Regions from separate parts of the Mus musculus genome. Here regions 2, 3, 4, 5, 6 and 7 are each linked to region 1. The links are chromatin contacts, called in public HiChIP or PLAC-seq and promoter capture Hi-C maps. All regions are on one chromosome and are shown on one strand. The core of a region is the stretch at or near the end of the contact, and the rest is flanking DNA. Distances in the headings are between cores, read along the strand shown. Region 1 holds the start of Tor1a (torsin family 1, member A (torsin A)). Region 2 holds the start of Wdr34 (WD repeat domain 34). Region 3 holds the start of Pkn3 (protein kinase N3). Region 4 holds the start of Qrfp (pyroglutamylated RFamide peptide). Region 5 holds the start of Endog (endonuclease G). Region 6 holds the start of Kyat1 (kynurenine aminotransferase 1). Region 7 holds the start of Phyhd1 (phytanoyl-CoA dioxygenase domain containing 1).

Region 1 (4,206 bases), core at 1,128-3,627:
AATACAGTTCTCCTTTGTATCTAATGTAAGCAGCAACTCTGCAGGTATGGACCAGCTTCCCCTCCCAGCAGCGGTTCTCAACCTGTGTGTCGAGACCCCCGGGGCGCACTTATCAAATACCTGCAGATCAGATATTTGTGTTAAGATTCATAACAGTTACAAAATTACAGTTCTGAAGTAATACCGAAATCATTTTATGAGGAACTGAATTAAAGAGTCACAGCATTAGGAAGGTTGAGAAACTGCCTTAGAGGAACCTACAGTGACCTGAATCATGTGGCAACTCATGGTTCCATACAACTCACTCAGTCGTTAGAACTCCACAGAGAAGGTCTGCCCAGTCTCCTGCCCCAGACTGTGAGCAAGCGCCCACTGCTGCGAGACACCGTTCCAAGCTCTGTTAACTCAACATTTTTTGTTTTGTTTGTTTTGTTTTTCAAGACAGGGTTTCTCTGTGTAGCCCTGGCTGTCCTAGAACTCATGCTGTAGGCCAGGCTGGCCTCGAACTCAGAAATCTGCCTGCCTCTGCCTCCCAAGTGCTGGGATTAAAGGCGTGCGCCACCATGCCTGGCTATGACAACATTTTTGAATCTTCTCCCCAAAGCCATTGAGGAAATGATACTGAGCCCCTATTTTCTCCTCTTCCTCCACCTGACATCCTCTCCATTTCTGTTTTCAAACAGAAGCTTACTATGTAGCCCAGACTAACCTCAAAGGTGTGATCCTCCTGCCTCAGCCTGCTGGGAATACAGGTGTGTAGGAAAACACCCGCTGACCTCAGGCACCAAGATTAAACAACCTGCACAAAGCCACAGTTATGGCCACACAATGCTCAACAGAAAGGGGGTGCACTAACAGACTCGAGGTTGAAGCACCATTCTAAGATAAAGAATGTCCCTGCTCAAGTTAAGTGACAGCCCCTACTGCACAGCTGTAGGGAGGGAGGGACCGAACCTGAATTCAGGTGTGAGCCTGTTATCAGAATTAAACTCCAATAGCAGGTTGCAACAGCTGGGTCAAAGCAAACTTGGCCTCTAGGTTTCCTTTTCACAACAGGGGGCGGGGGGAGGCGACTCCTAAAGACCCTGGAGTTGTTATGTCCCCACTTCCCAGCCAAGTTGTCACCTTACCGAGTCACTTTATGAGTGTCACAGAGGCCACTCATAAAACTTTGGTGGTCTAACTGCTCTATGTATCTCAAACCCTTTGTAACTTACATATCTATCCCCCAGTGCACCCTCGCCACAGCGGGAGTTGTGGGAGTTGGGGTGGAGAGACATAATACAGAACTTCCCACATTCTGGGCAAGTGCTCTATGCCGAGCTACCCCCAGCTCTTGACAGTCCCCTTTAAAACACGGTAGCCTAGCTTCAGCTGTCATTCCTCCAAGGGATATGACCACTTCTGTGCACACCTTTTAAAGAGGAACTGACATACAGAGAGCCATGTTGTGGCTCACTCACTGACGTGGAATTCCCACATCCCACCCCACAACAGAGAAACCCCAATTCCGGGTCATCCGCGAAGGCGGTCAACTTAATGCTCTTGCCTTATACTGTGTGATGTTAGAGGCGTGGGGGAAGTGTAGCGTGGCCACAAACAGGTGTACATAGTCACTGTTCAGTCCGCCCTCGTAAATATTCTCCGCGATGATCTTGCTGGCGAAGTTTTTGCCGGTGCCCGTCCACCCGTGCAGAGAGAGGGTAAGGGGCTTCTTGGGCTTCGGGTTGCTTAGGAAACCAGACACGGCGTTTAGGATGACTTTTTTTGCAAGATGCTGTCCAAAGAGCTTGTTATCCAGATCTTTCTGCAGCGCTGAGAAAGGAAAGATCACTCTGGTCAGGAGAGAAACAAGCTGGCAAAAGGCAGCCCCATTTCCAGGACGTCAGGGCCCGCGGAGCCTGGTTTGGAGAGCGCTGAGGGACCCTGGTGCTGCGAACTCTGCCCTTCCTCGGGGTTGGCCCCAAAGCCAAGCGGAAGAGGTGCCGTGAGGCCGCCCCGGAGAGCTCCGCGCAGGGCTGACACCCTACCCCGGGCCCCGACCACTCATCTCTCAGGCCTCCGGCCAAAGTCTGGCCTGGCAGCGGCGCCATCCCCCTGCCGCAGCATCCCGGACGCCTGGTGCCCGCCTACCCTCCCGGCTGAGGCTCCGCATCTGGCCGCAGCACTCGGCGAAGAGGCAGTAGAGACGAGGGTAGGAGATATAGGTGGTGAGTACGCCGGCCAGGGCCAGACTCAGGCTGATGGGCTCCACCGCACGAACCACGCACGGCGCCAGCAGCAGCAGGGCCAGAGCGGCCCGGCCAAGCTTCATAACCGGACCCGCGCACCTTGCGCGCCCAGCGCCCGCCCAGCGCCCACCGTACCCCGCGCACCGCCCAGACTCGTATTTCCGGTTCCTGCTGGCGGGGCCGCCCTCTTTGTCCGGGGCAGGCAGTCTACCGACGCTAGTGGCTACCATCTTTGTTAAGGGCAAAGTCCCTTCTGCTTCTGAACCTTGATGTTACAGGAATAATATTGAGATTATAGGAATCAGGTGATGATGACTGCTGCCCTATCCCCATCAAGTAACAGTGTTTTAGAACCATTTTTTTTTAATGATGGGCGGAGAGATGGCTCAGCGGTTAAGAGCACTGACTGCTCTCCCAGAGGTTCTGAGTTCAATTCCCAGTAACCACATGGTAGCTCACAACCATCTGTAATGGGATCTGGTGCCCTCTTCTGGTGTGTCTGAAGACAGCGACAGTGTACTGACATACATGAAATAAATAAGTATTAAAAAAGAAATGACGCAGGCACCTGCGTGCATGTGGTGCTCATAAACTCATGTGGGCTTACACACATGCATAAATTAACATGTAAATGAATAAATTTTTAAAAATGAGAGGATAATATAGTGGGTTCCCACATGACCCCCCCCCAACGTGCGTCCCTATCATTAAATCTGACAGGTGCGGTGGGTGGTGTGCACCCTTAACCCCAACACTCTGTATGAGTTGGGGCCAGTCTACAAAGTTTCAAGCAGGTCAAAGCTGCATATTGGATCTTGTCGTTAAAACAAAACAAAACAAAACAGAACAAAACTGACATTTGAGGGCTGGGTATTGTAGCACACACCTTTAATCCCAGCACTCTGGGAAGTAGAGACAGGTGATTGTCTTGGATATCTGAGTTGGAGGCCACCCTGTCCTATACAAGGAATTCCAGGTGCAGTCAGGGCTACAGTGAGAGTCTGACATCTCAAAAAAAAAAAAAAGAGGGATCTGCATCTCATACTTGTTAAAAACCCATGACCAGTATTTTTTTTTAAAGATTTTATTTATTTATGTATGTGAGTATACTGACTTCAGACACACCAGAAGAGGGCATCAGATTTCCACTACAGATGGTTGTGAGCCACCATGTGGTTGCTGGGAATTGAACTCAGGACCTCTGGAAGAGCAGTCAGTGCTCTTAACCACTGAGCCATCTCTCCAGCCCCATGAGCAATATTATTAAATAAAGCCCATAGTTTCTTACCCAGTTTCTTCCTTAGGGAACTGTAGGAATAATGTTATTGTGCACTGTATAAGGATTATCCTTGTATTATTCACATGCTGATTGCTATGCCCTCATATATGGTTGCTATCCTTATTTTGAGAACTGCCTGTCATCAATGTTGTGTAAACATTGCTTCCTAATTATTCAGATTGGTCAATAAAGGGCTGATCAGCCAGTGACAGAACAGGAGAGAGGGAGGAAGTGGGGATTTAGCCATGAGGTGGGAAGTCCAGAAGACATCATAATCATAAAAAACAGCTGGAGCAGAGAAAGCCATAAAATACAACAAGTATCTCAAGGATTGTGGCTGTGAAGTAGTCAGATTAGCTTAAAGGACTAAAATAAACTAATACTGCTCAGTTGTTGTGCCTTAAACCTGTTAAATAAAATTAAATAGTCCTGTCTCAGTTATCTGGAAGCTAGTCGGCTTAAGAGCAAACTGTAACATTTATAAATTACCACTAACAGGGAACACTTTGAGCTCCCCACAGTGCTGACTCTCAGCTTCTCTTGGGTGCTCTTTAAATGACTTTGAGAGTTTTGAGAAATACTAGACACTTGGGGAAGGGGAGTTCTGAGAATGAAACCCTGGGCCCCATGCATTGTAGGCAAATGCTGCATGGAGCTATGCCTCAGACCTTCTGTTTCTTGTTTGGCTTCATATTA
Region 2 (4,206 bases), core at 1,131-3,630, 920 kb before region 1:
CTCCTGTCGCCTTCATTCTCACAGCTAATGAAGCAGGCAAGGTACTTGCGGCCAAGCCCAGACTTCCTGAGTGTCACCCACAGGACTCAAATGGTACACAGAAACTACTGACTCCCAAAAACTGTCCCCCGACTCCCACCAGCACATGGCACGTTCATGGCCACCCACACACTCTCAAGCAACACATCAGTAAATAAAAGAATGAAAAACCTAAGAATCTCCTTCAGGATCCAGGATCTGCCCCCAGTGCGGAGGCCTTTACACTCCAGGGATCTGGGTCATTCCCTACAGCCTTACAGGGTCCTGGAAGTCTGTCTACAAAAAAACCAATGGCATTCTGATTCACTCTTTAAGGGGAAAAAAATGTTAGATCATGGGGCTGGAGAGATGGCTCAGTGGTGGCTCACAAACATTTGTAATGGGGTCTGATGCCCTCTTTTGGTGTGTCTGAAGACAGCTACAGTGTACTCACATGCATAAAATAAATCTTTTTGTTTTGTTTTGTTTTGTTTTTGGTTTTTTCGAGACAGGGTTTCTCTGTATAGCTCTAGCTGTCCTGGGACTCACTTTGTAGACCAGACTGGCCTCGAACTCAGAAATCTGCCTGCCTCTGCCTCCTGAGTGCTGGGAAAAATAAATAAATCTTTAAAAAAAAAAAAAAAGAAGTTTGACTGAACTAATGATTTCAGTCAGGAGTCTTCCAAACTCTATCTCCTCAGCAAGCAAGAGCTGTTTAGAGCACCCTGCTAGGCCAGGACACAAATCACGGGCTTGCTGCAAGGACACAGTGTACTCTAACATGGTCACGCTTCTTGCTTTCCACGGCAAGGGCTTCCACGTCCCAGGGCACGGAGAAGGGCCTGGAACACAGAGCAGATCAGGGCATAAGACCATAGGCCCACAAGGCTCAAGACAAGACTGCAGGCACCACTGGGGCTTGGGTTGGAGGCAGACTGGTCAACAGCAGTCTTCGTTTGTGAGTTCTTCAAGACTTTACTTGACCTGTCTCTACTTACCCATTTTGGCCTAACCTGGGACCACTCTCCCTTTTCCTCAAGGATTCTCCAGCCCCTTCCAACACCTCAAACAAATGTGCTGACCCCAGCTCCAGAGTCGGCCAGTGCTCACGCTTGATCTGGTCTTCTCAAATGCCACTCAACATCCATTTTTCCAACAGTTCCTCAGCCCTGCTCTGTCGGTAACATGACACACCGATGTGGCATTACAGTACATTGTCTACATACATGGCTTACTGTAATCCTTGCAACCACCGGGAAAGCAGCTATCTCCAGGTTCCCTGCTGATGAATCCCTAACACACCAGTTGGTCAGCATCAGGCCTCCGTTATCTCATTATTTGTATGTTTTTGGGTTACACTAGAAAACCATAGCAGGGCAGTGGTGAGAGAGGCCTTTAATTCCAGCAATCTCTGAGTTCAAGGCCAGCCTAGTTTCCAGAGCAAGTTTCAAGACATCCAGGGCACACAGTGAAACTCATGTCTCACAAAAACAAAAGCAAACAAACAAACAAAAGAACAACAACAAAGGAACATAGAAAACCGTTCAAGCTAGCCCTCAAGGTATCTGACCATTTCAAACACCAATAATGTCAAGTTGAAATGCCTAAAAACTGCTATTCACAAAAAAAAAAAAAAAAAAAAAAACTTCCAAAAATGGCTCAGCTGGTAAGGGCACTTAGCCAAGCATGACACCCTGAGTTGGATTCCCAGGCCCCTCGTGGTGCAAAGAAATAACAACCTTGTGTAAAGTTCTCCTCTGACCTCCACAGGCGCTGTGACACGTGCACGATCCACCATGTAAATTAACTACATGTCATTTAACGACAGCATGGGACCCCTAAGAGTTCTGTTGTCCTGGTTTGCTTTTGTTGTTGTTTGTTTTCGTTGGTTGGTTTCTTTCTCCTCAGAGACCGAAAAAAAGGCTAACGCGAAAGCATCTGTGAGTTTTTTCATTAAAACATGAAAACACGCGGACCAGTGGTGGCGCACGCCTTTCGTCCCAGCACTTGGGAGGCAGAGGCAGGCGGATCTCTGAGTTCCAGGACAGCTAGGGATGGATACTCAGAGAAACCCTGTCTCGAAAAAACAAAAACAAAAAAGCCGTGAAAACACAACGCTGCGCCAGGCCTTCCCGCCCGCGCTGCCATAGCGGGCCCGCGCCCTCACCGTCTCCCCGCGGATCCCCTGGACGCTCCTCCACTGCGAGGGCACGGACGCCACGCCCAGGGTCTCATCCTGAAGAGGCGCAGGCCGCCCTCGCCGTTCGGCGCCGCCAGCCCCGCCAGCAGCCAGGGCAGCAGCTCCAGCGCTTCCAACGCGCCGAAAAGGCCTGGGCGACGCGCACATTGCCATGGCGACGGTCCCGCCCTCTCGCGCCTGCGCCCTGGAACGTGACCTTAGCGGGTTCGCCCCCCACAAACGGAAGTCCGACGAGAGGAAGTGAAGCTGTGGGCGCCGTTTTTGAACTGGTTACAGCATCGTCTTTAAGGCCCAGAAGAAAAATAATGAAAATGTTTATCAGCCAATACAACAAAACCGCAGCGATTTGGGATTGCCCTATGCCCAGAGGCCATTTGGGGGTCCGGAACAGCTCTTCGTGGTATAAGGAAAAGAGCGGAAGTGAGGCGTGGGCTCCAGGTTCAAAGATGGCGCTGAGCGGCCGGGCGCAGAGGCAGGACCGCCGCAGGCCTAGTGGGCCATGCTGGTCCGGAGAACCGGCCGGGCTGGAAGCAGCCGACTACTCCAGAACTGTACTTTGCGCCATTTGAGTTGGCATCATTTCCAATGAATGGAATGAAATAGATCATACACAGATCGAACGTGGGATTGAATGGATGGGAGGCCTAATAATAAATTTACATAAACAATAAAATAAAATGCTTGTTAAATTAAAATTCGAGACTAACCACAGGAGAAGTTGATCTCAATGATAGATGGCCCCAGGTTCAGTCCTCAACACACACGAAATGTTAACTACAAGTTAGTGCGTGCCTATAGTGTGTCAAGCCAAGCACCCAAAGGCTTATGTTTGTTTGGGTTTTTTTGTTTGTTTCTTTTGTTTTTCGAGACAGGGTTTGTCGGTATAGCCCTGGCTGTCCTGGAACTCACTTTGTAGATCAGGCTGGCCTTGAACTCAGAAATCCGCCTGCCTCTGCCTCCCGAGTGCTGGGATTAATTAAACGCGTGCGCCACCACTGCCGGCAGAGGCTTAGAAATGAGTGTTTATCTTATTAAATCCTTAGCCTTCCGTGTGCTTGCTTGTTAGTTAGCTGGTTTGCTTTTTGAAGTGCTGGGGTTGAACCCCGGGCTTTCTGCATGCCAGCTCCTATGTTCTACCAATGAACTACCCCTATAGCTCAATTGTTATTACTCCTGTGCCTCTTACAGTCAGATATGGAATCGTCCAAAGTCACCCAGTAAGATCTTACAGGTGGCTTGCCTGATCCCCCAAACCAAGCCTGGAGCCTCTAGACAACCATCTGCTAGTTTAGGCCTCTGGGTCTATTTCCTCTTTTCTGAGACTAGGAAGCCTGCCGTGGTCCTGTTCTCAGTGCACCACCCAGGGACAGGATGCCCCTCAGCAGAGCAGCCAAGGCCAGGAAGGCCGATTAGATTAGCAGCACTGGGAGGGATAATAAAAAGCCATAGAAAAGTCTTCCTAACAAGGACTGCTTTGCAAACATCACCAAGGATTCCAAAAATCATACTCAGAGCTCAAAGATTAAGAACACTGGCTGCTTGCTTTTCCAAGACACTCAGGTTCACTTCCCAGGACCCTCGTGGCAGCTAATAACTGTCTGCAAGTCCAGTTCCAGGGAGATTTGACACTCTTTCCGGCCTCTGAAAGCCCTAGACATGCACTTGACGTGCAGTCACACATGCAGGCAAAACATCCATAAACATAAAAATAATAAGATATAATTTTTTTAATCACACTTAAAAAGCCCAAAGCTGTGAAAGTCCTAGAGTAATGTCTTAAAACAGACTTGGAACCAACTACGTCCAGCTGAACTGGACAAAGAGGCTTAGAAGAGGCTTTCTTCACCTGGTCAAGGGAAAGGAGAGAGTTCAAGGCATCAAATATGAAAAACAGCTTGTCGGGCGGTGGTGGCACATGCCTTTAATTCCAGCACTTGGGAGGCAGAGGCAGGCAGATTTCTGAGTTCAAGGCCAGCCTGGTCTACAAA
Region 3 (4,206 bases), core at 898-3,397, 890 kb before region 1:
GAGGGAGGTGAATGGGTAGCTGAGTTTGAAGTCAGCAAATGCTATATGGTGAGTCCCTTTCTCGAACAAAAAGAGCAACCTCAGCAGCCTTCAAACGCACCATCCATCTCCTGCTTCAGCCTTTCTGGTGCTAGGATTGTAACCTTGTGTAGACTGGTTCCAGAGGTAGGTTCCAACTACTGCTACTCATAGGATGCCAAAAATGTTAGAGCCAGCCGGGCGTGGTGGCGCACGCCTTTAATCCCAGCACTCGGGAGGCAGAGGCAGGCGGATTTCTGAGTTCGAGGCCAGCCTGGTCTACAGAGTGAGTTCCAGGACAGCCAGGGCTACACAGAGAAACCCTGTCTCAAAAAAAAACAAAAAACAAAAAAAAAAAAAAAAATGTTAGAGCCAGAATCTCCCCTCAGACCTGTTGTTGTTGGTTGGTTGGTTGGCTGTTTTTTGGTTCTTCGAGACTTGATTTCTCTGTGTAGCCCTTCTTTTTGTCTTGGAACTTGTTCTGTAGATCAGGCTGGCCATGAACTCACAGATCTGACAGCCTCTGCTTCCCAATTGCTGGGATTGAAGGCATGGGTGTGGTGTGCTGGCGTTAACGCCAACCACGGTTCTGTCTGGCCCTCTGCACCAGGCACCATAGGGTCTTCACGACCACACCTGGAGGGCAAACCCCCACCCCCTATGTTCTGGGCAAATCCTACCCACCGGAGAAGTCCTGCCCTCACTCCCAGCCCCTTAAAAACCAACAAGGTTGGTTTGACTGATCTAATCCTTATGCTCACAGCACACAGTTACTGAACTTCCTCCTCAGCCCCTGTGGACATCCTTATGCTAAATCAGAACCTTGACTCCCGCTGAGTCAGAAAATGCGTTTTGCACAAGTCTGAGTTAGTTCGTATCTTATTTGGATCTGGCCATAATTTGGGTCAAGGTTTACTCCGTGACCAGGCCAGGCCCCAGCGCATGCTGCGGGCAAAGCTAGAGCAGAAATGGCCCTCGGCTTTCCCATCTCTAAGAACAGTTGCGGTGCAGAGCGTGACGCTGCTCCCGCGTGGCCGGGAGGGGGCGCTGCTCCCCAGCTCCTGCGGGGCGCGCGAGTCTCCGGAGGGGGCGCCCGACCGCGTGTCCCGCGCCACTTCCCGGGAAGTTTCAAGTTTGAAAGTCAGGCACTGAGACCCGGGCTTCCGGAACCGCAGTGGAGGAGAGGACTGGCGGGCAAGGCGCCATGGAGCCGGAGGGGGCTGTGCGCCAGGTGAACCAAGCGCACGCAGCGACCGTGTTTGCAACTCTGAGCACACGGTGCTCGGATCTTCACACTATTCTGGCCTCTCTGCCTGAGCCCTGGGTTAAGACGCTCTGGTGCCCAGGTCCCCGAAGTGACGGAGATCCAGCCCGGCAGCACGCCTGTTACCGTGGAATATGCCACCGGGGGTGGGGGTGGGGGTAAGATAGGTCAAGTTCCCTAAAATTCGATCTTCTAGAGACTTGCAGGAAGGTGGGAATTTGCCAGGAGCGCAAAGGTTGGAGTATACAGCCTTCCAAGAGGACTGGGGGAGCGGGGAGGGGGTGGGGGGAGCGGAGGGACGGGGAACGGGGACAAGATTGTGCGCGCAGTGGGCGTTGTCCCCAATACACCACACCCACAGGCTAGAACAAGTTGGCCACTAGAGGGATTTGGCTCAGCATTGTGCAAGGAACTCTTGGGTCCAACGAGGGGTCCACAATGTGGAGAGGTTCGGGTTAGATGTGTCACTTAAGCAGGAGAGAGAGATACTGTTCTATGCCAGGACAGTTAAAGGTGAGGTGAGATGTTTATGTAGAAGATAACACCCTAGTGTCAAGTCAGGACTTGAGGGGAAGGTGAAGTGCAGTAGACTGGAGCACCGCAGCCCTCAGGCAGCCTGAAAGGCTGGATCTCACCCCTCCCAGTACCCTTCCTCCGGAGATCCTTCTCGGCCTGTCTAGCTTATACACATTTTCCGATTTCCTGTGAGCCTCCGCCCTGCAGCAGCGGCAGCGAGGTGACTCAGGACCCCGGTGGCCAGCAGGCCCCCAGCTCTGTAAGAGCTTTGTTTGCTCAGGCCTTTGGCTCTGGCCCTCCTGCTTGGGGCAGCCAAAGGATTTCCTGAGCCTCGCCCTTGCCCTCTGACAGTTAAGGCAGGACGATCAACCTAGCTGAGGCCTGGGGCCCCTAAACAGAGTAGCCATTCTTTCATGGGGCTTAGGAGATGGAACACCGAAAGGTAAGGATAAAATAGTGTGGCTTCCAGGATCCTGGGGATAGGAAGGGGGTCAGCAGGAGTTGCTCTGGAATAAGGTCAGCCTCCGAGAAGTTTTCTCTCCCTGCCTTTGATGGTGCCTCTAATCTGGTGAACAGCTGTAGCTCCTGCTTGCCACTTCTGCCACAGCACCTGTCTGCCACACTATGTAAGGCAAAAGAAATAAGTTGTGGTGTTTTGGGCCACTGGCTGTCTCCTGCAGGGGACCTAGAGTGAATTCTTTGCCTACATTACCTCCCAGGTTCCGGTTGCTTCTCAGACCTAGGGAGAGCAGTGTGGCAGGCTGGGAGAAAATGGGATCACACTGTCCCTCGATCCACAGTGGCCACTCCTCTGTGTTGCCTGTGTGAGCAAGCCACCTAACTCTTCTTTCTTTGTTGCTCCTGTATAAAATAGGAATGAGAGCTAAGCATGTGGGTCTGTGTCAGAGCTCTTGTTTAGCACGCTCCAGGCTGTGGCTTCTTTCCCCAGGACCACAAAAGAGCGACTACTACCAAGGAGAAGGGAATTTAGTGTGTTGTTAGAGTGTAAACCTCAGTACCCAGAAGGCACTGGGCGAACCTGGTCTGTTTTCTCTCTCCCTTCTTTGAAAGGGAGACAGGAGCTAGACACTGCAGGGTTCTGAGACACTCTGGGGCTCTGCCTTTTGTATCTGTTCCCTCTTTGCTGTGGAGCAGGGTAGGCTAAGACTTCTCTGCCCTTTGCAGCCTGGGACTGGCCAGAGAGCCCCCAAGGATGAGAAAGAGATGGTCCGCCGAGCCATCCAGAAGGAGCTGAAGATCAAGGAGGGCATGGAGAACATGCGGCGCGTGGCCACAGACCGACGCCACCTGGGTCATGTGCAGCAACTGCTTAGGGCCTCCAACCGCCGCCTGGAGCAGCTGCATGGCGAGCTTCGGGAGCTGCATGCCCAAGTTCTGCTGCCAGCCTCAGCCGGTGAGCGAGGAGTCTGAATAAACCTGGGAACGGGAGACTCACGAACACAATCCTGGCCTTGGCTTTGACCACCCTATATCATCCACATGTTGTCTATACGGAAGGGAAGGGAAAAAGGCAAGCGCTGCTTCCCCGGGGTCTGAACTCTAGCCTTGTGTTGCAGAGCCAGTGACCTCGGAACCCCAGCCGCGGGCGGAGCAGTCCAGGGCTCGGCTCTCGGAGGCTTTACATAGGCAGCTGCAGGTAGAGCTAAAGGTAAAGCAGGGGGCTGAGAATATGATTCACACGTGTGCCAGCGGCACCCCCAAGGTAAGGGCTGGCGTCTGATGAAGAGGGGTAGGCCTGGCTTCTCATCTACCTGATGGGAGAGACGTAGCTCTCAGGTATAAGGATCACAAAGCCAGCCAGACCCTGTGCCAACAGGGAAATGCTACCCTGGCCCAGCTCCTCACCTAATGCTAGAAGTACAGGTAGGTGGGTGAGGCAAGTCTCTGACCCACACTGTCAGCAAAGCCCAACAACAGAAGGCTAGCGGAAGATCCAGCCGGCTGCCCGTCCAGCTCTTGGCAACCTACCCTCTCTTCTCCATCTGACAGAATCCTTACTACTTAGCTTGTCAAACTGATGAGTGTCAGGTTCCGCTCACCCCGCCAGCCTCCACCCCCCATTACCTAGTTCAACAAGGGAGGCTTGCCTGTAGTATCTTCCTTGTAGGAGCTTGAACCTTGGTATAACAGGGGAGGCTCAGCCCCACCCAGGCCCTGGTGGTCTGCCGTAAGCCCCTTCTGATGGGGCGAGTGTCACCTCCCCAGGAGAGGAAGCTCCTGGCGGCTGCCCAGCAGATGTTAAAGGACAGTCAACTGAAGGTGGCCCTGCTCCGGATGAAGATAAGCAGCCTGGAGTCCAGTGGCTCTCCAGAGCCAGGTGAGGCCTCTCAGGTCAGGGAGGGTGGCCCTCGATGGCCGAGGCTAAGGGTTCACCTCCGCCCTGCAGG
Region 4 (4,206 bases), core at 1,111-3,610, 840 kb after region 1:
CCCGAGTCATGGGCTAGGATAAGGACACATTGTCTTACTGACCAAGACAAGCTTGGTCCTCCTGTGTGCAGGGTTTCAGGAGTAGGGTGGGGTGGAGGGAGGAGAGGGGATTGCTCATTTTGGTTTTTTGTTTGTTTGTTTGGTTTTTTTTTTTTTTCTTGAACACCACCCAGATTTCTCACTTTAGCAAAGTTGGAAATGAAAATGTGAACACACCTATTCACCACCACTAGTGCACTGTGATACTCTCTCCGGGTCTGGGTTCCTGAGGTTGGGGCCGGGGCAACAGTAGACGGTCAGACGGGGCAGAGTCCACGCAGGCCCTCACCGTCCAAAGCGGAAGCTGAAGCCTCCCTTCCTCCGGCTGTAGCTGCTCAGCTCCTCTGCCAGAGTCCCCAGAGGGCCGCTGGCCTTCTCCGAGTCGGCGGGCAGGAACCCTGCGGCCTCACTGCTACCGTCTTGCCTCCCTAGACGGAAGCCGGTGTGCTCCCTGTGGGAGGCCTGCTGCTCCCTGGCCACCACAAGCAGGGCCTGTGGCTGTGGATTTTGAACCGAGTTGGGGGGATGTCCCTCAGCCAGCTGGGCCCAGTTCATCCTGGCTCCGATGTCACCGATGTCTGTGGGTCCCCTTCTGTCCAGCAGGGGAAAGCAGGCACTCAGAGGGAGAAGTAGGGAAAGCAAAGGCCGGAAGCCCCTCATCTGAGCAGAGGAGGGAGAGAGAGGAGGGGGTAGTGGCCAGCATTTGGCCACATGCAATCCCTGGCCCCAGGCTTCCCAAGGTCTGGGCAGCCCTTGGAGGGATAGCTGCTGACTGTGCTTAGCCTGGTTCCCTAGCACCCAGGACACCAGGCTGTCGTAGCCACCGCGGGAGCCAGCTGGACCAATTAGTCTGATTCCTATTCACCTGTAGCCGGGGAGCTGCCTGCCTTGGTGGCTCAGTACTGGAATACCAGAGCTGCCAGCTGGCTTGCAGAGGTACCCGGGTGGCCCTCGGGGCTGTGTGCATTTGGGTTCAATTTTCTATTATAATTATTGACTCTTGGGCCGTAGGCAGAGTGAGAAGCTGCCGTGTTTTCAACTTGATAATGAATAGGTCTAGCAGCTCTGCTGGGAAACCCCACTGTCTCCCTAATTCAGGAACAAGTTGCTCTTGGGAGGGGGAAATGGGCCTGGTGGCCCTTGTGTAAGTCAAACTCCTACCTGGGGAGGAGCTAGAGGCAAGGCTGGGGACAGCCAGCACCCACTGAGCTCCCACTGGGCAGGACAGGCTCTGGTGAATGGGTTTCTCTGTACAGTAAGTCTGTCTACAGCAAACGCTGCCCCACCACACAGCTCTGGGCTCTAATGTCAGTGTGGTTTCTCCCTGTGCCAGTCTCTAGGGAAATGATTGCTTCCTGATGATAGCCATCCAGCCCACCAACCCCGGGGCCACCCCCCCTAGGACCTCAGGCACAGAGAGCCTCAGGGTTTGCCCTAGGTCCTACAGCTTTATAAGAAAGAGAGCTGAATTCAAGGTAGCCTCATTACTCTGTGCCCCCATACCTGTCTCATTGTCTCGAGGTCCCCCCCCCCACATCCCTTGGTGGGAACTGTTCCCTTCCCTCACAGAGGATGCTTGTGTTTGCAGTGACCATGGGTGAGCTGAGCCGAGCTGGCTCATCCTCTGAGGAAGCCCCTGAAGCTGGAAGTGGCGGGGGACGGAGGGGGGAGGGGGGGGGACAGGGGGGACGACTTCTTTCCAGAAACAGCTCCCTTGAAAACATTTCAAAGAAGTGAGCGCAGCCAGAAAGCTTCAAAAACAACAACAAAAGCAGCCCTGCTTTCTACCCAAATCCAGCTTGCTAAGCCCCCTAGTCCCCAGGGCCTGGAGTAGCCTCCAGTCTGCTGCTGCTAAAGGGGCTTCCTCAGGCACGGGTGGAGAGGGCAGGGCCCCCCACATGGGACAGACAAGTCTCATTCCCTTCTCCCCATAGAAGGGGAGGACCAGGAATGGTCTTTATCCCCAGAGATTAATACTTCCTGGCTGGCATCTAGGGCCGGCTGGCTCTGGTGGAACTTGAGCTGAGGATGAAGCTGCGGGTCTCCCACACACCCGCCCTTCCTGGTGTGTGGCTCGTGGTGCTGGCTGTACCCGCCTGCACCCAGCTCACCTGGAGAGCCTGGCCTCCCGTCCCTTGCTGTACTCACTGTGCTGAGGGCTGCTCTAAGAAGGGCAGGTGAGTCCCTGGACCCCAGTTGTCAGGCAGAGCTGCTCAGGTCCCGGTCCAGCAGGCATGGCTCTGGGGTTCCCCCGCTTTATAAAGCTCCCTGGAGAGGCGAGCCCCAGCCTGCCTGATTGCTATGCATTCCTAGCCCCAGGATTCCTTTGGGGCTGCTGGTGGTGAAGGAAGGGGCACCGTGGGCCAAAGGACAAAGAGACAACGCAAACAGGATGTGGTCTGATGAAGAGTGGCGGGCGCCACCCTTGCAGCACAGAGAGCATCATCACGGGTCAACCGCGGGCTCAGACACTGGAGGTTCCCGGTGGAGACATGGAGGCCCACTCTTGAGAACCCTGATGGTGGCCCTGCCTTGGTCTCCCTCCAGAGACGGTGGGCTTACAGAGGCAGCATCCTCACTGCTGAGAGGGCTTGGAGGGTCATGGACACCCAGTCCCTTCTGTAGGCAGATGAGGTGTTCTGGTATATGATATACCCCTCCTTAGGAGCCTCGGGAGACATGAAACTGGGCAGGAATTCTTGGTTCTGAGGGGTTCAAGGTTTAGAACTCATGGCTAAGCAGGTCCCTCTCGGGCGACAGCTCCAGCAACACACTCAGTCTGTGACAACAGTGGTATGTTCTGTCTCTCTCACCATGCGGCCTCATGGCTGGTCATACTTTCCAGAGTTGGCTGCCCATCCAGACATAAAGCCACAGGGCCTGCCCTTCTAAATGGCGGAGTATGATCATACCTACCTCCCCAGTGGCTGTCAAGGTGGCTGGGAGATAAGGCATCGAGTTAGCTAGGTGTAGACTTGGCAAAGGTGTAGGGCAGGTAATGAGGCCTTCCTCCCACACTGGCACCCTCAGGAAGGACAGGGTTGTCTGTCACCACCACCCCTAACCACACACCATGACTTCTCTTCCGCTGAGTCCACGGCTGGGTGCTGTTCTTACCGGCCGGCACCACCGCAGTGAGTGTGTGTCTGCAGGGGCTGTAGATACCTCATCTCCATAGCCTCCTCCTTTTACCAGACTCCCTCTGGATGCTGACCACGGGTGCTCTGGCCAAGGTGTGGTCACTGCCCATTCCAGGGCCACTACTCAGTGCAGTTCTTCCGGTGACTAATGACAATGCCCCACCCACACACCCTGGATTCAGCAACTGCATGGTAGGGTGGGACCCTTCCCCTGTGGCCCACTCAGTTCCTCAGTTCACACTGGGCTCCCACCTGCCGTGCTGTGACTATGGGGCTGGGAGGCCAGCTCAGACATTTGCTTTAATCAAACACTTGGCTCTGAGGGCTGGGCAGACTCCCAAAGCGCTTTTCAGGCACACTCCTGGGTTCCTGCCTGCATCTGTCCCTCTGATCCTTGAGCCCCAGTGTCTTCAGCTACTGTCCGCCATGATGGGGGACCTTGCCAGCAGCTGCTGTCCAGGCCAGCGTGGAGTCTGGAGTTGAGGGTGTTTCTGATGTCATCGAGCAGGATGGGCCTTGTCAAGGTTAGAGGCTGAGCAAAGAAGGAAGCAGTGTTACAGGAGGAATTGGGGTGGGGGGTAGCTTTCCAGGAGGTTCCAAGGCTCTCTGAGTTGCAGTCCTGAGGGCACAGGGCTCCATGCAGCCTGTCCAGGCTTCCTTGCAGCCTGGCTTCTGGACCCATCTGTGTTTCTCATGGTGTGAGGGAGGGCTGAGACTGGGTGAGAAAGGGTATATTCATGACAGCCAGTCTGGGCTGTGCCCTTGCAGGTTCCTGGTTTCATCTGAATGATCCCCCCCCCCCCCCAGAATAGGACCCAGCTTGGAACACCATATGGCTATGATCTCCATCAGCCCCGAACCTCTGAAATTGATGATGTCACAACACTCCTCAAGTCATGAAGAACACACCCTTCTCATAAATGTTCACCACCACTGGGGTCTCCCCAGTCTCCTCACAGAACCCCAGGGAGATTTCTTCCCTCAGTCCTACACCCTGTAGATGGCTCGTCCTCAAGCCCCTTGATAG
Region 5 (4,206 bases), core at 836-3,335, 800 kb before region 1:
CTCAGGAATCTGCCTGTCTCTGCCTCCCGAGTGCTGGGATTAAAGGCATGTGCCGCCACCGCCCGGCTATAACAGTGTTTTTAGAGAAACCAAAGTTGTAGGCTTTAGAGATGGCTCAGAGGTTAAGAGCACTGACTTCTCTTCCAGAGGCCTTGAGTTAAATTCCCAGCAACCACATGGTGGCTCACAACCATCTGTAATGGAATCTGATGCCCTTTTTCAGTGTGTCTGAAGACAGTGTACTCACATATATAAAACAAATAAATCTTTTTAAAAGAAAAAAAAAGAAAAGAAAAGAAAAGAAAGCAAGCAAAATTCTGGTCACTTGAGCTGAATCCTTCACCTTAGAACTGCAGAGGCTGCACAGTTCAGAATATAATGGGTCCCGAGAACTGAAGCTATAGGACATTGTGAGCTGCCTGTCACTTAACTTGGGTTCTCTGCAAGAGTTGAATATGCTCTTTAAAAAACAAAATTATGGGGCTGGTGAGATGGCTCAGGTGGGTAAGAGCACCCGACTGCTCTTCCGAAGGTCCAGAGTTCAAATCCCAGCAACCACATGGTGGCTCACAACCATCTGTAACAAGATCTGACTCCCTCTTCTGGAGTGTCTGAAGACAGCTACAATGTACTTACATATAATAAATAAATAAATCTTTAAAAAACAAAACAAAACAAAATTATGTTGTCTATATAGGTGTTTGCCTACAAATCCTTTGGTGTTACAGATGGTTGTGAGCCACCATATAGGTGCTGGGAACTGAACCTGGGTCCATTGCTAGACCAACATGTGCTCTGAACTGCTGCACCATGTCTCCAGTCTACAACTTTGTCTTTTTTTTTTCATTTTTTCAACAGTCTGTGGTGACATACACCTTAAATTCCAGCACTTAGGAGGCAGAGGGAGGCGGATCTCTGAGTTCGAGGCCAGCCTGGTCTACAGAGTGAGTTCCAGGCCAGCCAGGACTACACAGAGAAACCCTGTCTAAAAAAATCCAACCAAGCAAACAAGCCCAAGTTTCATCATAACATGTTCACACATGTACACGGTATTTGTATGATTTCCCTCCATTGCCTTCTTACCCATCAACACCTGCAGATGCCCTATTTCCCAATGTATCTTAAAAGAAAAAAAATTATTATTCAGGCTAGAGAGATGGTTCAGATGTTAAGAGCACTGGCTATTCTTCCAGAGGTCCTGAGTTCAATTCCCAGCAACCACATGGTGGCTCATAACCATCCATAATGAAGTCTGGTGCCCTTTTCTGGACTGCAGGTATCGTGCAGGCAGAACATTGTATATGTAATATATAAATAAATCCTTTTACAAAAAGAATTATTCTATGGATATGAATACACTGTCTTCAGACACACCAGAAGAGGGCATCTGATCCCATTACAGATGGTTGTGAACCATCACGTGGTTGCTAGGAACTGAACTCAGGACCTCTGGAAGAGCTCTTAACCCCTCAGCCATCCCCCCAGCCATCCCCCAATTATCTTTTAATGTATAATTGGTTTTGTCCCATGCTAATGAGTGTGGCTCTGACTGTACACTCTCAGCCCTATTTTCTTCAGTTTTTATGTATCGGTCTTCCTCCGTCTTAATAGGTTGTAAGGAAGTTGATGTCTTAAAATATTCATAAGTTAAATACTATTCCATCTGAAATGTAGGAAATATCTTTAGCCAGCCCCTGACCTACGGACAGGAAACATTGGCCAACACAACATACTTCCCAGGCCAAACCCTTTAAGTGGGTTGAAAAGTATGACCCTAGCATAGCTATTTTCTCTAACCTTATATAGCAAGCTTAGGTTCCAGGCGGCTATCAATAGCTACACCTGCATTCTTCTGTTAATCAATCTAGAGAAATCCTTCGCTCGTTTGGTGGCAGGAGGGTGGGTGCACCTGAGGGGTCTGACAGATCTGGGGTTCTGTCCTGTTTAAAAGCAGGGCCATGTGAGGTGTACATGGCGAGGCGGAGCCCGACGTGGAACGACCAATGGCAAGCGAGTAGGGCGGCACCAGGACCCAGCTACGTCTTAAAAGGGCAGCTGAAGGGCGTCGGGGGCCACGCCAGCACAGGCTCCTTCACTCTGTGCTAACATCAGTAGCGTCCTTGTCCTCCGGTAGGCATGCGCGCGCTGCGGGCCGGCCTGACCCTAGCGCTGGGCGCGGGGCTGGGCGCCGCGGCAGAGCATTGGCGGCGGCGGGAGGGCAAAGCGCCGGGGCTGCTGGGCCGAGTGCCATTGTTGCCGGTGGTCGCGGCCGATCTTCCCGCGCTGCCGGGGGGACCGGCGGGCGGCACCGGGGAACTGGCCAAGTACGGGCTGCCCGGCGTGGCGCAGCTCCGGAGCCGCGAGTCCTACGTGCTTAGCTACGACCCGCGCACGCGCGGTGCGCTCTGGGTGTTGGAGCAGCTGAGGCCAGAGCGGCTCCGTGGCGACGGGGACCGTAGCGCCTGCGACTTCCGCGAGGATGACTCTGTGCACGCGTACCACCGCGCCACCAATGCGGACTACCGCGGCAGTGGCTTTGACCGCGGCCATTTGGCCGCCGCCGCCAACCACCGCTGGAGTCAGCGGGCCATGGACGACACCTTCTACCTGAGCAACGTAGCGCCTCAGGTAGTCTCGGACCCTGGTCGCCCGCCCGACTGCAGCGTCTAGATCTTACTTTACACGTGCACCGTGGCGGGAGGGAGGAATCTTACAGTGGCACTGCAGAATCCGGGGTTTATCCTTCTTCAGCCTCCCGTGGGAAGCAGTGCACCAAGTAGTGACGGGCTGCAGCAATGCCTGTCAGCAAGCCACCCAGTGTGCTTCCTCAGGGAACCCGGGAGCTTGACTCCTCAGTCTACCCTGCTGGCCTAGGGCCAGTCAGGCCTCCAGGGCACACTGTTAGCACTGCACCTGCTCCCAGCAGGGTCTTGATTGTGAAGTAGGTTCCTGGGACATCCACCCAGTGGATGGAGATGGACAGGAGACCATATCCCACCCCACACCTTTTGTTGCTCGATTTTCCAGGCTGCCCAGGAACTCAAGAGATCTGCCTGCCTCTGCCTCCTGAGTGCTGGGATTAAAGGTGCACACCAGCACTGTCCAGTCCCCGTGCCTTTAGAGCTTGACCTAAGGTTTGGGAGTTCCAAGAGACCTTGGGGGTCTCTGAATGACTAATGTCCCCTCCTTCCTCCTTCCCTTGAGATGGGGAAAGCTTAGAGCATTGGAGTGCCAGGAATGGAGTGTGGCTAGCACTGGCTCAAAAACTGTAGTCACAGAGCCGTAAGGAGGGAGCCCTTCTTTGAGCCCTTGTCCTTCAAATGTTTGGGCATTGACATTAAGAGCTGGGGCATGCCTAATGGAAGGTCCGAGGTGTGCTCCTGAGCCTCGCTTCTCCCACCAGGTGCCACACCTCAACCAGAATGCCTGGAACAACCTTGAGAGGTACAGCCGCAGCTTGACGCGAACTTACCAAAATGTCTATGTCTGCACGGGGCCGCTTTTCCTGCCCAGGTAAGCCTGTAGCTGACGGGGCCTCCGACTCCTGTTCTCCAACCTTGGGCTTTCTGTGTCACTGTAGCCAGAGACCTTTGGGTGGCCTAGAACTCTGCTGTGCCCTCAGGTGCCTGGCCCCACACCTGCCTTTGCTCCCCACGTCTGACCTGCCTTACCACCTGTAACCCGTGGCTGCACGGGAGGCTGTCACCCTTGCCTCTGACGTGCTAAGGATTCCTGGCAGACAAATGAGCTGAGCTCCTCGGGAGGGCACAGAAAGCAGCAGCAGCAGCAGCAGCAGCAGCAGCAGCACGGGCTGCAGCACGGGCTGCAGGAGGCAGCGGCTGCTGCGGAAACCAGAAGCTACAGGCATCCACTACAGGCCATCTGGCGTGGCGCGGTGTGACGCCACCCGAGCACCAGGCTGGGGCTGGGGTTCCCCAGCATGGCCTCCCACTCGTGCTTGTTAGGTGTACTGCCTACGGGACAGGTTACAGTCACGTGAGCATAGGTGAGCATCAGGGTCTAGAGAGCTCATTCCTCTAGCTGCGTTTATTGCCTCCCATTCTGTCTGAAGCAGTATTGGGCAGAAAAGCAGAGGTTAAGCATTGGTCCCCACCTTACATAGTTCCCAGACCCAAGGAGGCACCAGGCCCAGCACAAACTTCTTGCTTGTTGGAAGTTAGGAAGGCTTCCTGGAAGAGGTGACCT
Region 6 (4,206 bases), core at 1,065-3,564, 760 kb before region 1:
CCCCCTTCTGGCCTACATAGGTACTGCATACACACGAACAGACATGCATTTAGGCAAAATAACCACACACCTATTTTTTTTTTTTTTTAAGGCACCGGGTACTGTGGTCTATGCCTTTAATCCCACACTCAGCAGGCAGAGGCAGGGCGATCTCTGTGAGTTTGAGGTCAGTCTGATCTTCACGGGGACCTGGCATTCAAGGCAAAGTAGTTTGTTCCAGTTGGACGCTCTGGTCCCTTGAAGAATGTTCACATTTTCTCTGCCAGGAAACGGCCACTCACTGACACAACACTACCCACGGTGCCCAATGAATTGGGACGGGAGAAGCTTGGTTAAGACCTGTCCCCATTTCATGACAAGGAAAAAAAACCCTGAAGTTTGGCCTTAGATGTAATGGTCCCAGCTCCAATATTGCACTAGCTATGGAACATGGGTTGTCTTGACTTAGTTTATCCATCTGTAGAATGAGTACAGCAGGTCCAAGAGAGCCGGCCCTGCTCTAACAGTGTGCTCTTTGCTAACCCCTTAGGACCTGAAGGGAGGCTGGGCAGGCATGCTACACACTTCTCTGTCACAATCTTGGAGAATTCCCCCTCTAACTTCACCCAGTCTGGTTCCTTGTACTATACAAAAGTTTTCAACACGGGCTGGTGAAATGGCTCAGCGGGTAAGAGCACTGGCTGCTCTTTCGAAGGTCCTGAGTTCAAATCCCAGCAACCACATGGTGGCTCAACCACCCATAATGAGATCTGATGCCCCCTTCTGATGCATCTGAAGACAGCTACAGTGTACTTTTTATAATAATAAATAAATCTTTGGGCTGGAGCGAGCAGAGGTCCTAAATTCAATTCCAACAACCACAAGAAGATTCACAACCATCTGTACAGCTACATAAAATAAATAAAATAAATCTTAAAAAAAAAAGTTTTCAGGGCTGGAGAGATGGCTCAGCGGTTAAGAGCACTGACTGCTCTTCCAAAGGTCGTGAATTCAAATCCCAGCAACCATATGGTGGCTCACAACCATCTGTAATGCAATCTGATGCCTTCTTCTGAAGACAGCTACAGTGTACTTAGATATAATAATAAATAAATCTTAAAAAAAAAAGTTTTCAGCACAGGAACTGACTGCCAGGTTGTCTGTTGCTCTCACAGAAACATAGGGTGGAAACAGTGTCCTGTTGGCTGTGAGACCCTGAGCTCCCTACTAGGTCGACTACACAGGAGATCCAAAAATTAGTGCTAAGGCTCCCAGGAAGCAGAGGGAGAGACCTGGTGTCTTCAAACCCTCCTGCGGGTGGGAGGGGAGTGAACATCTGTGGGAATCCTTTTCCAAACTCTGTGCCTCACCCATTGGTAAACAGAACTGGTGTGTATAAAACGGTGAACCCACCAGCGGGGCCACCTGGTGTCTACCATTGTGGTCACATTTGTTCATAGATGATACTCCAGGTCTATGGAGGACTGTAAGCCTTGGAGTCCACCTACGCGGGACAGCCCTGTTCTCTTTCGTTCACCCTCTCTTTCAGCCTCTTTCAGCCCCATTTTTCCTGCAGGTCATGTGGCATGTCTGTGATATGCCTGGTAGAACATGGGTTTTGCACATCTGACCATAGCAGGCTTCAGTAGGACTGAAGGCTATTCTTTCTGTCCCATTAACTTAAAAAATATTATTATTATTATTATTATTATTATTATTATTTTAACCTAAGTTATCTTGGAAGTTGTCCCACATTAGTACATGAATCCAATTGCCGTGCAGCCCGGGAACCGACAGAACCCAGAAGGACCCACAGAGACTATTGGCGCTAGCTCTGCAGGCAATTCTCCGTTAGCGCAGTCTGCATCTTCTTGGCCAGGACTACCTTGGGAGAGTGGACGTGGGTGCAGAGAGAACTAGTCTAACTGGTTCTGTGACTGAGTGTAGAGCTGCCAAGACCGCGTGTGCAAGTTTTTCTCAGGGGATAGATCCTTCTTTCAGAGAAGCTACACATCACATACAAACAGGAGCACATGGATCAAAGAGCTACAGCACTCGCAAACCTTAGCTAACTTCAACACACGATCTAGATGAAACCCCGCACGGCAACCAGGAACTGACCTGCTTCAGCAAACAATAGCGCTGCTCTGTCCAATAACCCGCGACCCCAAACGTATTCCCAAGGTTGCAGAAGTCTGTTCCTTTAAAGAGGCCGAGCCCTAGATGGGCTACTTCCGCCCAGATGCAGCTTAGCTCAAGAGAACTGTCAGAAGCAGTGCGAAGCTCTGTGTGCCCTTTAAAGACTGGGCGACAGCCTAGGATCCCCAAGCATTTGCGCTCGGTGACATCACTTCCGGGGCGGAGACCTAAGAAGCGGTACAAACAAAACAAGGAGCCAAAGACCCACGGCGCGACTGGCTGTGGGTAGCCAGACCCAGGACTAGGGCTGCCTGCGTGGCGGCCGAGAACAGCGGGCCTTGGTGAGTGGGTCGAGTATGGAAAGGGACGCGCTGTCACCTCCCTGAATCCAATGACGCGGGCCCGACCTCCGCTCGCACCTCTCACCCGAGTTTCCGCCGCGGTCCCTGCAGATCCACGCCCCTCCGCGCACGTGCACCTTCCCAGAGGTTCCACCCGGGCTCCCCTAGTACTTGGTGCCGAACTCTTTCCTTGAACCCCTCCCTCTTTCTGATCTGCGGGACTATTCCCTGGTCTTTGGAATCTCAGGCTGGAAAAGACCGATTCTCCTATTGGTTTAGCCCGTCGCATGTATGCATTGGGCAGGAGTGACAGATCTAGGGAGGTGAGGTTGGAAGAGCTGGAGGTCAGCAATGACGCGTCCAGGCTGAAGGAACACAGCTTGGGAAGCCAGGGGACAATGAAATTGGAAGCTAAATTGAGAAGGAAAGAATGGAGGACCTGAAAGTTTCAAAGACCTTCTGCCTTGGAAAGGTGGCAGCAAAACCTTCAACCCCTGCTGACTGTTCTGCTCTCTGGAGCACACAGACTAGCAGACAGCGCAGGAGGAAGGGCAGGAGGTCTGCTTCTTGTGCTGGGGACGGAGGATAAGGAGGATAAGAGTATGTTCCGAGGCTTGGGACAGTGGAAGTGACCTGGCCACACAGTTGGTGAAGGTTAGGTTCCCCTGTGGCAGTCCAGGGGAAGCAGGGACTGGAGGCTAGTGTTGTGAGGAGATACTGGGGTGGCTTGACTCCCTGCTTTCCCAGTTCCATAGCTTGTTTGGGTTTTGGGTGTTGACTCTGGACCTTCTTGTCTCCCAGGGTCTGTAGAGGACAAGGCAGGAGACCAAGAGACGTTTGTGACCCACCACCTCCCCAGTGGTTTTCGTCTGCTGAGGACACCTGCTACAGAGCAGTTTCGTTACACTTCAGTGGCCTTTGTAGAGAGTGGGGGCTTCTGGGATTGCCCTGTGAATCAGGAATCCGGGCAGGTGGCTGGGTTTTTGACTTGCTGCTTGAAGGAGCTTCAAGGGAGGAAGCAAAAATGATTGCAGGTTTTGTGGGGGGACCGCAGAGGAACCTAGGTGGGATACATATACTAACCTCTTTGCCATCCCTGGGCTCTTTCACCTGCCCTGTCTTTATGGTTGGCCTTGGACTGGGACTTATGTTGGGAAATGTGTCCTTGGCCTCCTCAGCACTGCAGTCTGAGAGGAGACAGACATCAGGAATAGAAGCTGAGGGTTGAGCATTGTTAGGACAGCCCCATGGTAGTCCAGAGGAGAAGGTACCCACATGGACGATGTTGCCTGAGGTACACTTCCGGAAGTGGGATCCTGGAGGAGCAGGCGAGCCTGCAGCCTCAGTTCTGGCTCTTTAACCATGAACAAGTAGTGGCTCAGTTTCAGCCAGGTGTCTGGATCCCGGCTGAGGAGACAGTGCAGAGGTGGCCTGGACAGCGTCTGCACCTTTCTGGCTCTAGGTGCTTTACTGCTAGACACCCGTGTTGGCTTCTGTGTTCTTGTATTGACCTCCTGGCACAAATTGACCCCACCCCCAGGTGTGACATGTTCTAGATCCCTCTTAGACCCATTCAGGTCCCAGCAAGTGTCACCCCATTCCCAGTGACCTCCTGACAGTACTTTGGCTTTCCCTGTGGCTGGGCCACACTCCCAACTCAGACTGCTTTTGCTGTCCCTTCCAAGTCTCCAGTGGGATCTACACTTGTCTCTGGGTGAAGTGACGAATAGATTGCTGCCTGTGCGGT
Region 7 (4,206 bases), core at 857-3,356, 700 kb before region 1:
GGGTAATCCTTTTGTGAGGGTGGACCAAACACTTCCCACTATGCCCTGCCTCCCTGAGGTGTTGAATTTAATTATGCGTCTAAACCCAGTGTACTCCAGGCACACCCGTAAGTTCAGAAGCCTGGAAATATAGTCGGGAAGATGGCCAGAAGCCAAAGCCAGTTACGGACTACACAGTTTCCCAGGCAGACCTACAGGAGAAGCAGAGAGGGCCATTTGATGGTCTATCAAAACAGCTGGAACGAAGTTTCCAGTGGATGGATTTGGGCTTACAGGTCAAGCCATAGCATTCAGAAGTCTCCCCGCAGCCTTCTGGACTATGTGCCTATGAGGAGCCCCTCCTTCACAAGTATTTAGGTGAGGAAGAGGCCAAAGTGTGATCAAAGAGGACACCTGAGCTCCACAGGCACTGATTCCTCAGACCTGAGTCGTCTCTGTCCCTGTGGACTGCTTGCAGATAGGGAGGATGGACAGAGGGCTTCACTCACAGAAAGACCCTCTTACATACCTCCAGTCCAGGAACTTCCTGTCCTGTCTGGTCTGGTCTAATCCAGTTCCACTGCCCCTACCCCACCCAGGAGTAGGAGTGGGGGTTGGGAGAGACTTTCTGGCCTCTGCCCCAGACCTGTAGAATTCAGTCTGGAACTGGTTAGCTTCTGAGGAAAAAAAGGAGATGTGGGAACACCACCCACCCTCCCCCTGAGGCCAGCAGAGTGAATAGAACAGAGGCCCCTTAGCCTGCCCATCCACCCAGGCCTCACCACCCTACCTAAAACCACAGTGTGGGCCTAATCCCTACCTTCAAGAACAACTTAGAAAATTTGGAGAAACTGAAGAAATAAGTTTTATTTCCACCCACTCATGCTCACCCTGTAGCATTGGGTGAAGCAGTGGGAAGGCACTTCCTAGATGCTAATCCCAGGCTGCTTATCAGCAGTGAGTAGTACTTGCTGTTCACCCTGGCCTGTTAGACACCCACTGCAGAGAAAGTAAAGGACCACCTGTCTGGCTGAGCCTCCCCCCCCCCCCTGGTTTGGTGAGGTCCCCAGGCCATTGCTGGCTCAGCAGCGGGGGCCTTCTCTGCTCTTTGTTCCTGGAACTTGGTAGAGTGTCTGTTTTTGCTCAGCGGTTGCATCAGAAAGGACAAGTTCTGCCTGCCCTGCCTTGTGACTTTCCCGGGTCTGTCTCCAAGCCTTCTCCAGCCTGACCCGAGAGAATTTCCATCAGCCCTAGGGGCCAGTGGCCACAGCCCTCACTGGCTCTCTTGAGGCCTGGACAGCCCAGACAAAGCAGTAGCTCCCACTGTTATGGCCCAGAAAAACACTTGGTCAGGAGCCAAGGCTCTTGACAGCTGAGCAGTATGTCCCCTTGCTGACTCCTGAGACACTCTGTCCCCTGGCTGTACAAAGCACCATTTCTGGGAAGGCCAGTGAGCAGCTTTTCAGAGCTCACTGTGGTTCTGGCCACCCTGCCACCCCACCGTAGACACCAGTCTGAGGGTCTGAGGCTGGAGAGCAGAAAACATCTCTATCTTTCCTCATCCCGAGGCCCCTGGCTCTGTTCCCCAGGACGCTCATCTGCCTTTCCTTAGCACCTCTTCATAGACTTTCTTCCAGCATCCAGAGGCTCCAGATCAAAGCTGAAGAAGCACACAAAGTTATCTTCCTAGGACCCTTTGGCCTTCACAGTCCAAAGCCACTCAGGGCCCAAGCCCTGCAGTCTAACAGATGTCCCTCTAGGGTAAACTTAGATCCTGCGACTGGGGACTTTCTAGCCTTTTCCTTCCTCGTGCTAGTGCTGACTCAAACATCCTGGCAGTCTCCTGCCAGCCCACACTAGACACACTAGTACTGCCCGGGAGTGAATTTTAGAGAAAGACTTGAGGGATCAAGCCAGCCTATGAAAGAAAACAGGTAAAAGCTAATCCTGGATTAACTGGAGGCTGGGCCAGGGCTGAGACTGGGCCCACCTCCAAGGTCAGAAATGGGGGAGGAGCAAGGGGAGGGACTGGGCCCTGGGTGGAAGGCACAGACTGGATTTGTTTGGAAGGGTGGAGCATGGGGTTGAATATTTTCTGGGTAGGTAAGAGTTAAATCCTTCTGGGCCTCAGTCACTGGTCTTTCTCCCCTCCTGAACTTTCTCCTCTCCAGCCCTGGAGCCATCGAGCTGAGCCAGCTGAGTCCTGCAGTATTCCCCATGGCCTGCCTGAGTCCCTCACAACTCAAGAAGGTAGGGGCCCGTGGTTTGGAGGGTGCAGACCTCTAGTGACCTTTGAACTACCTCTGACATTTCACAAAGGAGAGAAAGATCCCTGCATATCAACCCTAATTTCTGCGAACAAAGCCCAAGAGGGCCAGGTCACAACACCACCTCCCCAGGTGCCATCTCCCCGGTCAGATACAGTGGGGGTTGGGGCTAGGAGGTAGAGAAACCACAATTCAGATTATCTAATCCAGCTAGCCCCAGGGGCCTGTTGATGAAGGCCTGGATAGGGCAGGCCAGTAGCTAGGTCAGCTCATTATGAAAGCCTACCATACAGGGGGTGGACTACGCACACTTTAAGTTAACCACCCCCAATCTCATATGCCAGGACTGTTAATGTATTAGATCTAGCCGAGGATCTTTGTTTCAAAGTCCCTCCTGGAGCTGTGGTTGGGGCTTAGCAGTTGAGTGCTTGCTTTAGGCTCCAAGATTTGATCCCAACACTCACAACACATACAGAAACACACACCACCACCACACACACCCCACACACACACACATACCACACACACCATATGCATACCACATACACATCAAAACACATACACAAACACATCACACATATCACCACACATAAACACGGCACACTCCACAATACATAAACACACACATACAAACAGACTACACACACACCAACACACATACATATACCACTATTACCACCACCACACACACCACACATCATGCATACACAGACACTCACACCACACACACACACACCATACTCACACACACATCCCATACAAATGCACACACACATACCGCACACACTCACATACAAACACATACATATGCATGCACACACCACACACACACACTCACACACAAATGCACCCATGTGCACATACACACAGAGACACATACATAAAAGCACACACATACCACACAGACAAACACTCATCACCCAACCCACACGCACTCACACAGACCTACTCTCTTTTGACAGCTGCCACTGCTGCCACAGTTCCCAAATTTGTCTGTGACTAAATATGTAGTGGAAGTCTGTCTGTCTTTTCCTTCTGTCTCACAGGCTATCTTTTGAGGGACAAAGCCCCATGTCAGTATTTTTTTGTACAGTTTGTGCTGAACTTTTGTTCAGTTTTTATGATTTCAAGCATGGAGGGCCTCCCTGTGTTAACCCTGAGTGATGGTTTGTTGCTCTGGCCTAGAACTCAGTCTGTAGAGCAGACTGCCCTTCAGCTCACAGAGCTCTGTCTGCCTCTGCTTCCTAAGTGCTGGGGTTAAAGGCATGGGCCACCATGCCTGGCCACGCTTACATCCTTGCTTTCTGTCCCTTACTGTGTTGGTTCTGTTTGTTTTCAGTGCTGGGAACAGGAGCCAGTCCTTGTACATGCTAGCAAGCAGTCAGCTTCTGAGAGGCGACCCAGTCACACACGTAATGTGCCTCAGCACCTTAGGCTAGCCTCAGAATAAAGAGACTTGGGGCAAAGTCAGAATCAGGCATCTGTGTTCACAGCCCCTAGCCTTCCCCACACTCACTCAGGAGAAAGAAAGCCAGCAAGGTCCTGCGACTGGGGACTTTCTAGCCTTGTCCTTCCTAGTGCTGGTGCTGACTCAAGCGTCCTGGCAGTCCCCTGCCGGCCCACACTGAGTAACACAATGGAAATAAAATTTCCAATGCATGGGTTTGGGGTTACAGGACAAGCCATAGCATGGGCAAATTCACTCTCCCTTCTGTCTGCTCCCCTGGCTATCCTCCCCTCACCCTGTGCTCCAGCCCTTCCCAATTTCCCAGTCGTCCAGTGCCCACAGGCTTTGTACTTCCTGTTCTCTGTCTTTAATGCTCTTTCCTATCTCTTTGCTTCCCAATGTTCTGCTCTTCCTTTAACCCCACTTCCTCCAAGCTGCCCATTGACCCCTTCACCTCGTAGATTCTTTGCCTTTAATTCTCAAAACCCTGCCCTTGTCTCCCTGTAAGTCAGT

What was found. Promoter capture Hi-C pulls out the DNA fragments that hold promoters and counts their contacts. HiChIP or PLAC-seq counts read pairs in DNA pulled down with a chosen protein or histone mark.
Region 2: a promoter capture Hi-C map of liver shows a contact between it and region 1, with 2.2 times the contacts expected there. The contact joins the promoter of Wdr34 here to the promoter of Tor1a in region 1. A contact is called at or near these places in 5 of 39 promoter capture datasets (the SN4741 cell line, hippocampal neurons, liver and 1 more), 1 of 484 Hi-C or Micro-C datasets (the G1E-ER4 cell line) and 2 of 115 datasets of contacts at active chromatin or transcription factors (neural tube and pancreatic cancer cells).
Region 3: a contact with region 1 is called in a FOXA1 HiChIP or PLAC-seq map of pancreatic cancer cells. The contact joins the promoter of Pkn3 here to the promoter of Tor1a in region 1. A contact is called at or near these places in 2 of 39 promoter capture datasets (the SN4741 cell line and liver), 1 of 115 datasets of contacts at active chromatin or transcription factors (pancreatic cancer cells) and 1 of 9 other capture datasets (embryonic stem cells).
Region 4: a contact with region 1 is called in an HNF4G HiChIP or PLAC-seq map of pancreatic cancer cells. The contact joins the promoter of Qrfp here to the promoter of Tor1a in region 1. A contact is called at or near these places in 3 of 39 promoter capture datasets (hematopoietic stem and progenitor cells, liver and pre-B cells) and 1 of 115 datasets of contacts at active chromatin or transcription factors (pancreatic cancer cells).
Region 5: a FOXA1 HiChIP or PLAC-seq map of pancreatic cancer cells shows a contact between it and region 1. The contact joins the promoter of Endog here to the promoter of Tor1a in region 1. A contact is called at or near these places in 7 of 39 promoter capture datasets (the SN4741 cell line, cranial neural crest, hippocampal neurons and 3 more), 1 of 484 Hi-C or Micro-C datasets (CD4 T cells), 5 of 115 datasets of contacts at active chromatin or transcription factors (astrocytes, embryonic stem cells, large pre-B cells and 2 more) and 2 of 9 other capture datasets (adipose tissue and liver).
Region 6: a contact with region 1 is called in a promoter capture Hi-C map of liver, with 2.3 times the contacts expected there. The contact joins the promoter of Kyat1 here to the promoter of Tor1a in region 1. A contact is called at or near these places in 6 of 39 promoter capture datasets (erythroid cells, hippocampal neurons, liver and 2 more).
Region 7: a contact with region 1 is called in a promoter capture Hi-C map of the SN4741 cell line, with 2.1 times the contacts expected there. The contact joins the promoter of Phyhd1 here to the promoter of Tor1a in region 1. A contact is called at or near these places in 3 of 39 promoter capture datasets (the SN4741 cell line, hippocampal neurons and liver), 1 of 115 datasets of contacts at active chromatin or transcription factors (embryonic forebrain) and 1 of 9 other capture datasets (adipose tissue).

Annotation. Positions count from the first base shown.
Region 1 is chr2:30,965,541-30,969,746 of GRCm38.p6, forward strand. Tor1a (torsin family 1, member A (torsin A)) reads right to left here and starts at 2,378. Exons shown (of 5, transcript NM_144884.2): 1 at 2,134-2,378; 2 at 1,550-1,815. The coding sequence starts at 2,314.
Region 2 is chr2:30,046,499-30,050,704 of GRCm38.p6, forward strand. It overlaps Wdr34 (WD repeat domain 34), which reads right to left and starts at 2,381. Exons shown (of 9, transcript NM_001008498.2): 1 at 2,186-2,381. The coding sequence starts at 2,371.
Region 3 is chr2:30,076,551-30,080,756 of GRCm38.p6, forward strand. Pkn3 (protein kinase N3) reads left to right here and starts at 2,148. Exons shown (of 22, transcript NM_153805.2): 1 at 2,148-2,240; 2 at 2,984-3,212; 3 at 3,376-3,521; 4 at 4,025-4,136; 5 at 4,206. The coding sequence starts at 2,226.
Region 4 is chr2:31,808,220-31,812,425 of GRCm38.p6, forward strand. It overlaps Qrfp (pyroglutamylated RFamide peptide), which reads right to left and starts at 2,361. Exons shown (of 2, transcript NM_183424.4): 1 at 2,188-2,361; 2 at 1-699. The coding sequence starts at 699. The coding sequence ends at 325.
Region 5 is chr2:30,169,439-30,173,644 of GRCm38.p6, forward strand. Endog (endonuclease G) reads left to right here and starts at 2,086. Exons shown (of 3, transcript NM_007931.1): 1 at 2,086-2,628; 2 at 3,404-3,513. The coding sequence starts at 2,137. Gm31080 (a long non-coding RNA gene) reads left to right here. Exons shown (of 4, transcript XR_866091.1): 4 at 859-897. Spout1 (SPOUT domain containing methyltransferase 1) reads right to left here. Exons shown (of 12, transcript NM_172660.4): 12 at 4,009-4,206.
Region 6 is chr2:30,203,533-30,207,738 of GRCm38.p6, forward strand. It overlaps Kyat1 (kynurenine aminotransferase 1), which reads right to left and starts at 2,315. Exons shown (of 13, transcript NM_001356474.1): 1 at 2,101-2,315. Gm31201 (a long non-coding RNA gene) reads left to right here and starts at 2,317. Exons shown (of 2, transcript XR_374214.4): 1 at 2,317-2,459.
Region 7 is chr2:30,264,713-30,268,918 of GRCm38.p6, forward strand. Phyhd1 (phytanoyl-CoA dioxygenase domain containing 1) reads left to right here and starts at 2,107. Exons shown (of 11, transcript NM_001252570.1): 1 at 2,107-2,229. The coding sequence starts at 2,197.